Linked DNA regions of Mus musculus: region 2 is linked to region 1. A link is a contact called in public HiCAR-type data. All regions are on one chromosome and are shown on one strand. The core of a region is the stretch at or near the end of the contact, and the rest is flanking DNA. Distances in the headings are between cores, read along the strand shown.

What was found. HiCAR-type assays count read pairs that join an accessible place to other places.
Region 2: a HiCAR-type map of fibro-adipogenic progenitors shows a contact between it and region 1, with 2.4 times the contacts expected there. The contact joins the promoter of Ifih1 here to the enhancer-like site in region 1. A contact is called at or near these places in 1 of 39 promoter capture datasets (fetal liver), 8 of 484 Hi-C or Micro-C datasets (LSK cells, dorsal root ganglion neurons, erythroid progenitors and 5 more), 1 of 115 datasets of contacts at active chromatin or transcription factors (fibro-adipogenic progenitors) and 2 of 9 other capture datasets (adipose tissue and pancreatic islet).

What each region holds. Positions count from the first base shown.
Region 1 is chr2:62,554,589-62,557,817 of GRCm38.p6, reverse strand. Fap (fibroblast activation protein) reads left to right here. Exons shown (of 26, transcript NM_007986.3): 3 at 1,619-1,717; 4 at 2,979-3,073. Among named protein-coding and RNA genes, the nearest start is that of Fap, 18 kb to the left of the region's middle. Within about 2 kb of position 1,282, at least 5 of the 459 cell types and tissues checked have an H3K27ac peak or open chromatin away from gene starts, as enhancers often do. A contact at or near this core is called in fibro-adipogenic progenitors, where this site is marked.
Region 2 is chr2:62,644,632-62,647,743 of GRCm38.p6, reverse strand. Ifih1 (interferon induced with helicase C domain 1) reads left to right here and starts at 1,489. Exons shown (of 16, transcript NM_027835.3): 1 at 1,489-2,266. The coding sequence starts at 1,814.

The sequences.
Region 1 (3,229 bases), core at 33-2,532:
TCGAGGGTCATGGAGGGCTTTTCAGAAGTAAAAGAATAAAATTAACATTGAAACCTAAGTGGAAATCATAAGGCAAAGAAGAAGGGTAGAAAGTGGTACAGAAGTCCTCCAAAGAGACAGGGGTGTTGGGGTGGTTTAAAGGAGAAAAGTTCCCCATAGTTGCCTGCATTTGAACATATGTTCCCCAGTAGGTGGCGCTGTTTGAGGCAGTTTAGATTGTGCAGCCTTGCTGGAGGAAGTTTGTCACTGAGGGGGTGGGCTTTGAGAGTAAAGCTTCATGTACCTTCTAGTTTGCACTCTCTTCTTCATACTTTTATTTAAAAGTGTGAGATCTCAGCTACCTGGTCCTGTTGCCATCCTGTAACTTGTTGACATCCCTTCCTGCTACAATGGGCTCTTATCCCTTTGGAAAATCGTAAAACCAAGCAGTCTTCCTTAAATTGTCCTGTTCAGGCCAGTTTATCACAGCAACAGAAAAGTAACTAATGCTGATGTTTATGGGCTAGAACTAAAGTCCAGCTTGTTTAGGGTCAAGAAAGTAATCAGGGAGGAGCAGGAAAGACTGGTGAGAGAGGCTGCCCTAGACCTGCCAGAACCTGTAGTCCTTGTTTAGAATTTTATCTTTATAATGAGAGTCATGGCAAGCTATGCAAGACTGTTAGTAGAAGGATAATATTATGGTTCTCATCTTTAACAGTTTTATTTTCACCTGGGTGAATGCCAGACTCATAAATGCTATTTTGAGGTATTGGGCTTTCCTGTAACTTTGAGGTTCTAAGTGGTGGCCTGGAGAAGAAGGAGGTGGGAGGTAGGGAGGACAGAAGCAGGTCCATGAAGGGACATTGGGAGGGCATCACCTTATTATCCATCTGGCTTAACCTGGCTGCCTTAGGCCTCTCTAATGAGCTTCTGAGGAAGAAATAAAGCCATGCTTAAAAAAAAAAATGACAGCTTAGAAGGGTTCACATGTAGAAGAAATTTACATGTGTTTTGTAAGGTTAACCTTTCCATGAATTTACATAGAATTTTATGATACTTAATATGGTAGTTCTTGTTCCATTTCTTTTTGTAAAAGTGTGTATCGCAATGGACTAAGAAAGTTGTCTAAATTATCTACGGCCCTTCTTAAAAATTCAGAGGGTAAGAATTCTTGGTGATCTCATTCAACTGAGTGGGATTCTAAAATCCTTGAAAAGTGAATAGAAAGCCTAGCCAAGCTTTGCAAGAGAGGAAATGTGGCCAAGTACAGAGAAGGGTTTGGGAAGTTCTGAGCTGCGTCTGAGCCTGGCTGTTAGAGTCACTTACGTAAGGTCCGACGTCGTCGGAATTTTGCTTCCTGTCCTAAAAGTCCTTGATGGGTTTATTTTACTTCTGAAAGATAGTGTTCTAACAGTTCTACAATCTTCACCTTTCTCTACATAATCCTCCAATCCATTCTCCCCCTACCCCCATTTGCCCGTGACTGTCAGCAAACCAGCATCTATTCAGGCATTAAACAGGCACTTTGCAAAGGCAGGGAGGCTACCATTACCTGAGGGTGAACAGATGAAGAACAAGTTTAGAATTTAGTTGGGCGATTAACCTTGTTGCTAATTATATGTTTCTTCCTCCCCCTGAGTTTACAAACCTGAAGGAAACACAAAGAGAGCTCTTACCTTGAAGGATATTTTAAATGGAACATTCTCATATAAAACATATTTTCCCAACTGGATTTCAGGTAAATGGATCATTTCTTCTGTGAGTTTGTAAAATGTATATTCTTGTCTTGTCAGTGCTAAGGTTCTTTTATAATAGCTGGAGCTATTGTTCATCAGTTGAAATGAACAAAGAGATGGATTGTTAGGACTGTTCATGGAAACTTCTTATACCACCGTTCATTCTGGGCTTGCACAATTGTTAGGAAGCTCCCTTGAATCTTAGCAGGAAAGCAGAAGTTAGCAGTGCTGTGTGGGAATATTATCAGTGAATGACATTGCTCTTGGGAGTAAGTAAGAAGCAGGGCCTCACTTAGAGGAAATCAAGAGAATTTGACCCAGTTGGAGCATCCATCATTATTCTTAACACTCGAAGGACAAGACAGTTCCCTCTTAGCTAGAGAAAGGACTAAAGGAACTGAAGGGGTTTGCAGCCCCATAGGAGGTACAACAATATGAACCAACCAGTACCTCTAGAGCTCCCAGGAACTAAACCACCAACCAAAGAGTACACATGGCTGCCACATATGTAGCAGAGGATGGCCTTGTAAGACATCAATGGGAGGAGAGGCCCTTGGTCCCGTGAAGGCTCGATGCCCCAGTGTAGGGGAATGCCAGGACAGGGAAGAGAGAGTGGGTAAGTTGGTGAGCAGGGGGAAAGGGGGAGGGGATGGGGGGGGGTTGGAGGGGAAATGAGGAAAATGGATAACATTTAAAATGTAAATTTAAAAAAAATCTAAGAAAAAGAAAAAGAAAAAAAAAGACAGTTCCCTCCTGTCAAAAATACCTTTAAGGGTTACAGAAATGATATTCATAGTTCTTGTAATTAGAGCATGATCAAAGAAATGGTGAGGTTAAGTGGATGACATTATACTTGTATATATAAAGGGTCATTTACCAAGATAGAGTATTGCCATTTTTCTTTTTTAAAAAGAACATTTATGTGAAGTATTTGTTGTGCTAAATTAAAACAAAGGCCAAATGCATTTATATTTATTATTGTAAAAGAAACTCGCCATTTTAAACTAGCTTGTCCCCTTTGTAGTTCAGATAAAATACAGTGTTATCATGAGCACCTGAATCAGTTAGAACAGGGCTGCTCTGGCAAACGTGTCATCTTTATGAGCTACAGAAGGAGCACATTATCTTCCCTGCCATCATCAGCTTCTGTGTGCTGGACAGGGAGGAAGACAAGGTGTATCTGTGGAGCAGAGGGGGTCTTTTGTTGTAAATATCATCTTTAAGAGCAATCACTTTCTGTTTTGCTTTCTTTTGTGTTTAAAGAACAAGAATATCTTCATCAATCTGAGGATGATAACATAGTATTTTATAATATTGAAACAAGAGAATCATATATCATTTTGAGTAATAGCACCATGGTATGTATCACCATTGTCCGACTCCCTCAGAAACCTTTGCAAGCACGCTACTGACCTAAGACCACAGTCAATCTCTTAGTGGGTGATCTGGAGACAACCCATCTTCCCACCTCCATCCCCCCCTGCCTTCTTCTAGACACACTAAGCCTCTGCCCT
Region 2 (3,112 bases), core at 240-2,739, 90 kb before region 1:
AAAATGAATTCTAACTGAACACTAAGTCAGTCCTCCAAATTAAATAAATTAAATAACAAAATATTAGGGTTTTATGAGGAAACAGAAGGGGAAAGCCTGCAAGGCCAAGTATGCTTCCAATCACTTGGGCGACTTCACCTGTGTGTTTGACAAAGTCCTGCCTCTGTGTTCAGCCCAGAACGCCCATTCCAGGCAGGAATCAGCATGACTTGGTACTCCTAAAACGTTTTACAGAGTGCAGCTTACAATCGTTTAGAGTGGATCTCAGGTTTGTAATCGTAACTAGAGACTAACAGGAGGGCATGGCATAAAGTGCTGCTCTGGTTATTTTGAACGCTGTCACGAGGTTCATGAAAATCTTGCAGCTCTCCTACTGTTTTCAAAGAATCCCAGGCCTCCCTGGCCTCCCCAGATTTCAGTGAATATCTCCTCTAAAAGATTAATTTTTCTAAACGTGACTATCTGATAGCTTCTATTCTCCATAGGATTCTGGGCCAGGAAGTTCTTTTCAAAGTGTTAATGTTCCTCCATAGCTGGTGGTCTAGTTGCCTGCTTGGGGGACGGCAACCTACAGACTCTCTTTTATGCTCTTTCTGTACTGAAACAAAGCTGCTGTCTTTATTTCTCACTCTGAACGCCTCTTTTCTCCCTCCCATGACATAGACAAATGGTAATGTTTACTCCAAGGCAGTGCATTAGTTGCTAATTAAGTTACTAGATGCTTCAGCCAAAACGTGTTGTAATCAGTCCAAGAAAAGAATGGCAGCTATATAAAAAATAAGTTGTTGAGGGTTTTGTATTGTTGTTTTGTTTTTGTTTTATTGTAAGAGAGTTGTCTACTAGAGAATACAGGGACCTTGCATACTGGGAGTTAGGAAGCCTTCAGTCTTGGCTTCCTCCTAAACTCAGTTGGTGGCTAAAGTCAGCATGCATCTGTCATTAGGCAGGCCCCGGTCAAAGCTGAATAAATATTACACCGCCAAACAAAGCATGAGAAAATAAAGCTGTTGAGAGTAGTTCACTTTTTCATACTTAAGCCCCCGTTCTTGGAGGAACAAATTAGTTTTTGGGACCCCACTGGGCGGGAAGTTTATGGTAGGATGGATGCAGAAACGCCCCCTGGAGGTCTGGAACCTCTCTTTGTCTGCCCCACCCCCACCCCCACCCCTTGATCCCCACAAATGAGAATAACTCAATTTTCACATCAAGGCTTAGGGGCAATTCTTCCTTTCCCCCAAGACCTTCCTCGCCCTCTCCCTATTAACTGACAAGTGAGTACAGTCTTCTAAGCGGCACCCAGCGGTGAAGACAAAAGTATCCTTAAATAAAATAGTGCAGAGTACCGCTTGCTTTCTCAACACAAGGAAGAATTCGCGTTCCCTTTCCTGTTTCTCACTTTCTCACGGTGCTCTTGACCAAAGTCCTCACCTAACCCGCCGCTTCCACAGGCCTCCTCCACCCTCACGAAACTTATTCTCTGGCCCGGAAGTTGACGTTAGGAAAGTCTGGAGAAGAGAATCGAAACAGAAACCGATCTGTGGGTGGAAGGCAATACTTAAAGCTCCCTGAGGGTGAACGTCCCAGCGGCCGCAGAGCGAGAGCGGTCCCGGGTCTGTGCCCACCAGTTGCAGCGCTGTCCTGGCTCGTCTGCCCCCTGCCGGGTGCCACCGATCGATCCGGTGCTCGGAGGCTACTTGGTACCTGCGGCTCTCAGGCAGTTCAGGCGGGGACACATTCACTGCCACCTGAGGATCGTCCTCCCGCCCGCCCCGCCCGCCCGGGAGACTCCTCTCCCATTTCCTGAGACCTCACGATGTCGATTGTCTGTTCTGCAGAGGACAGCTTCAGGAATCTCATCTTATTCTTCAGGCCCAGGCTGAAAATGTACATTCAGGTGGAGCCAGTGCTGGACCACCTCATCTTTCTGTCTGCAGAAACCAAAGAGCAGATTCTTAAAAAGATCAACACCTGTGGTAACACCAGCGCGGCAGAACTGCTGCTGAGCACCTTGGAGCAGGGACAATGGCCTCTGGGATGGACGCAGATGTTCGTGGAGGCCCTAGAGCACAGTGGCAATCCCCTAGCCGCGCGCTATGTCAAACCCACACTCACTGATCTGCCCTCTCCTTCCTCTGAGACTGCCCATGACGAGTGTCTCCACTTGCTGACCCTCCTCCAGCCCACTTTGGTGGACAAACTTCTGATTAACGATGTCTTGGACACTTGCTTCGAGAAGGGACTATTGACAGTCGAAGACAGAAATCGGGTAGGTGTCAATGTAGTCGGAGACAGGTTTCTGGAAGATTTTGGGAAGCAGGAAGCAGGGTTGCTTGTACATTTTTTCCCTAGAGGGCGGCTTTTGACTTCTGTCAGCGCAACCTCCCCATCTTGTATAATTGTTCAAAATAACCCACAGGGAGTCCATTTAACAGATGAGAAAAACAAGGTAAGTTAAACAATTCATTCTTGGTCTCCCAGGAAGAACAGAAGCGGCCTTGCCATCATTATGATTAATCAATTCCAGGTGATACTGAATTTTATGATTTAGTTTTACCTATTCCTCAGTATGTCAGCCAGTAAGCTATGGCCCACCCGCTGCATCTAGCCTTCTATTCGTATTTTAAGAACCAGAAACTAAGAATGTTCTTTAGCTGTCTGATTTTTCAATTGTAAGTGTTGATAAAGTTTTATTGGAACTCTCGTCCTTAGTGCTTATTATATACTTTTTTATAGTTGCCTTTTCACGGTTGGGTGTGGGTAATATGGCCTATAAGGCTAAAATATTTATTACCAGGTTCCCAATGTCCCCCTTCCATGTCTTAGAGTTTGTAGAGCTTAGTAAATAATAAATAAGTCAGATGAGGAATTAGTTCTTGTTTCTCTGTTTCTGATCAGAGTTTTCTTATTGTCTAGAGTTCAAGTTCAGACATAGTCCACTGACAAATGCCACCACTCTCAGTTTTTCACACTATTGAAGGAGCAGGTGACCCTTTTGGAGTATCATTTGTATGGGTCACTTTACCTGGGAACTTAACACAATGCTGGTCGTTTGTAAAGACTGAAACTTTACCATGTTCTGTGTAAACACTGAACTGTCTGCATCTAGCTTACC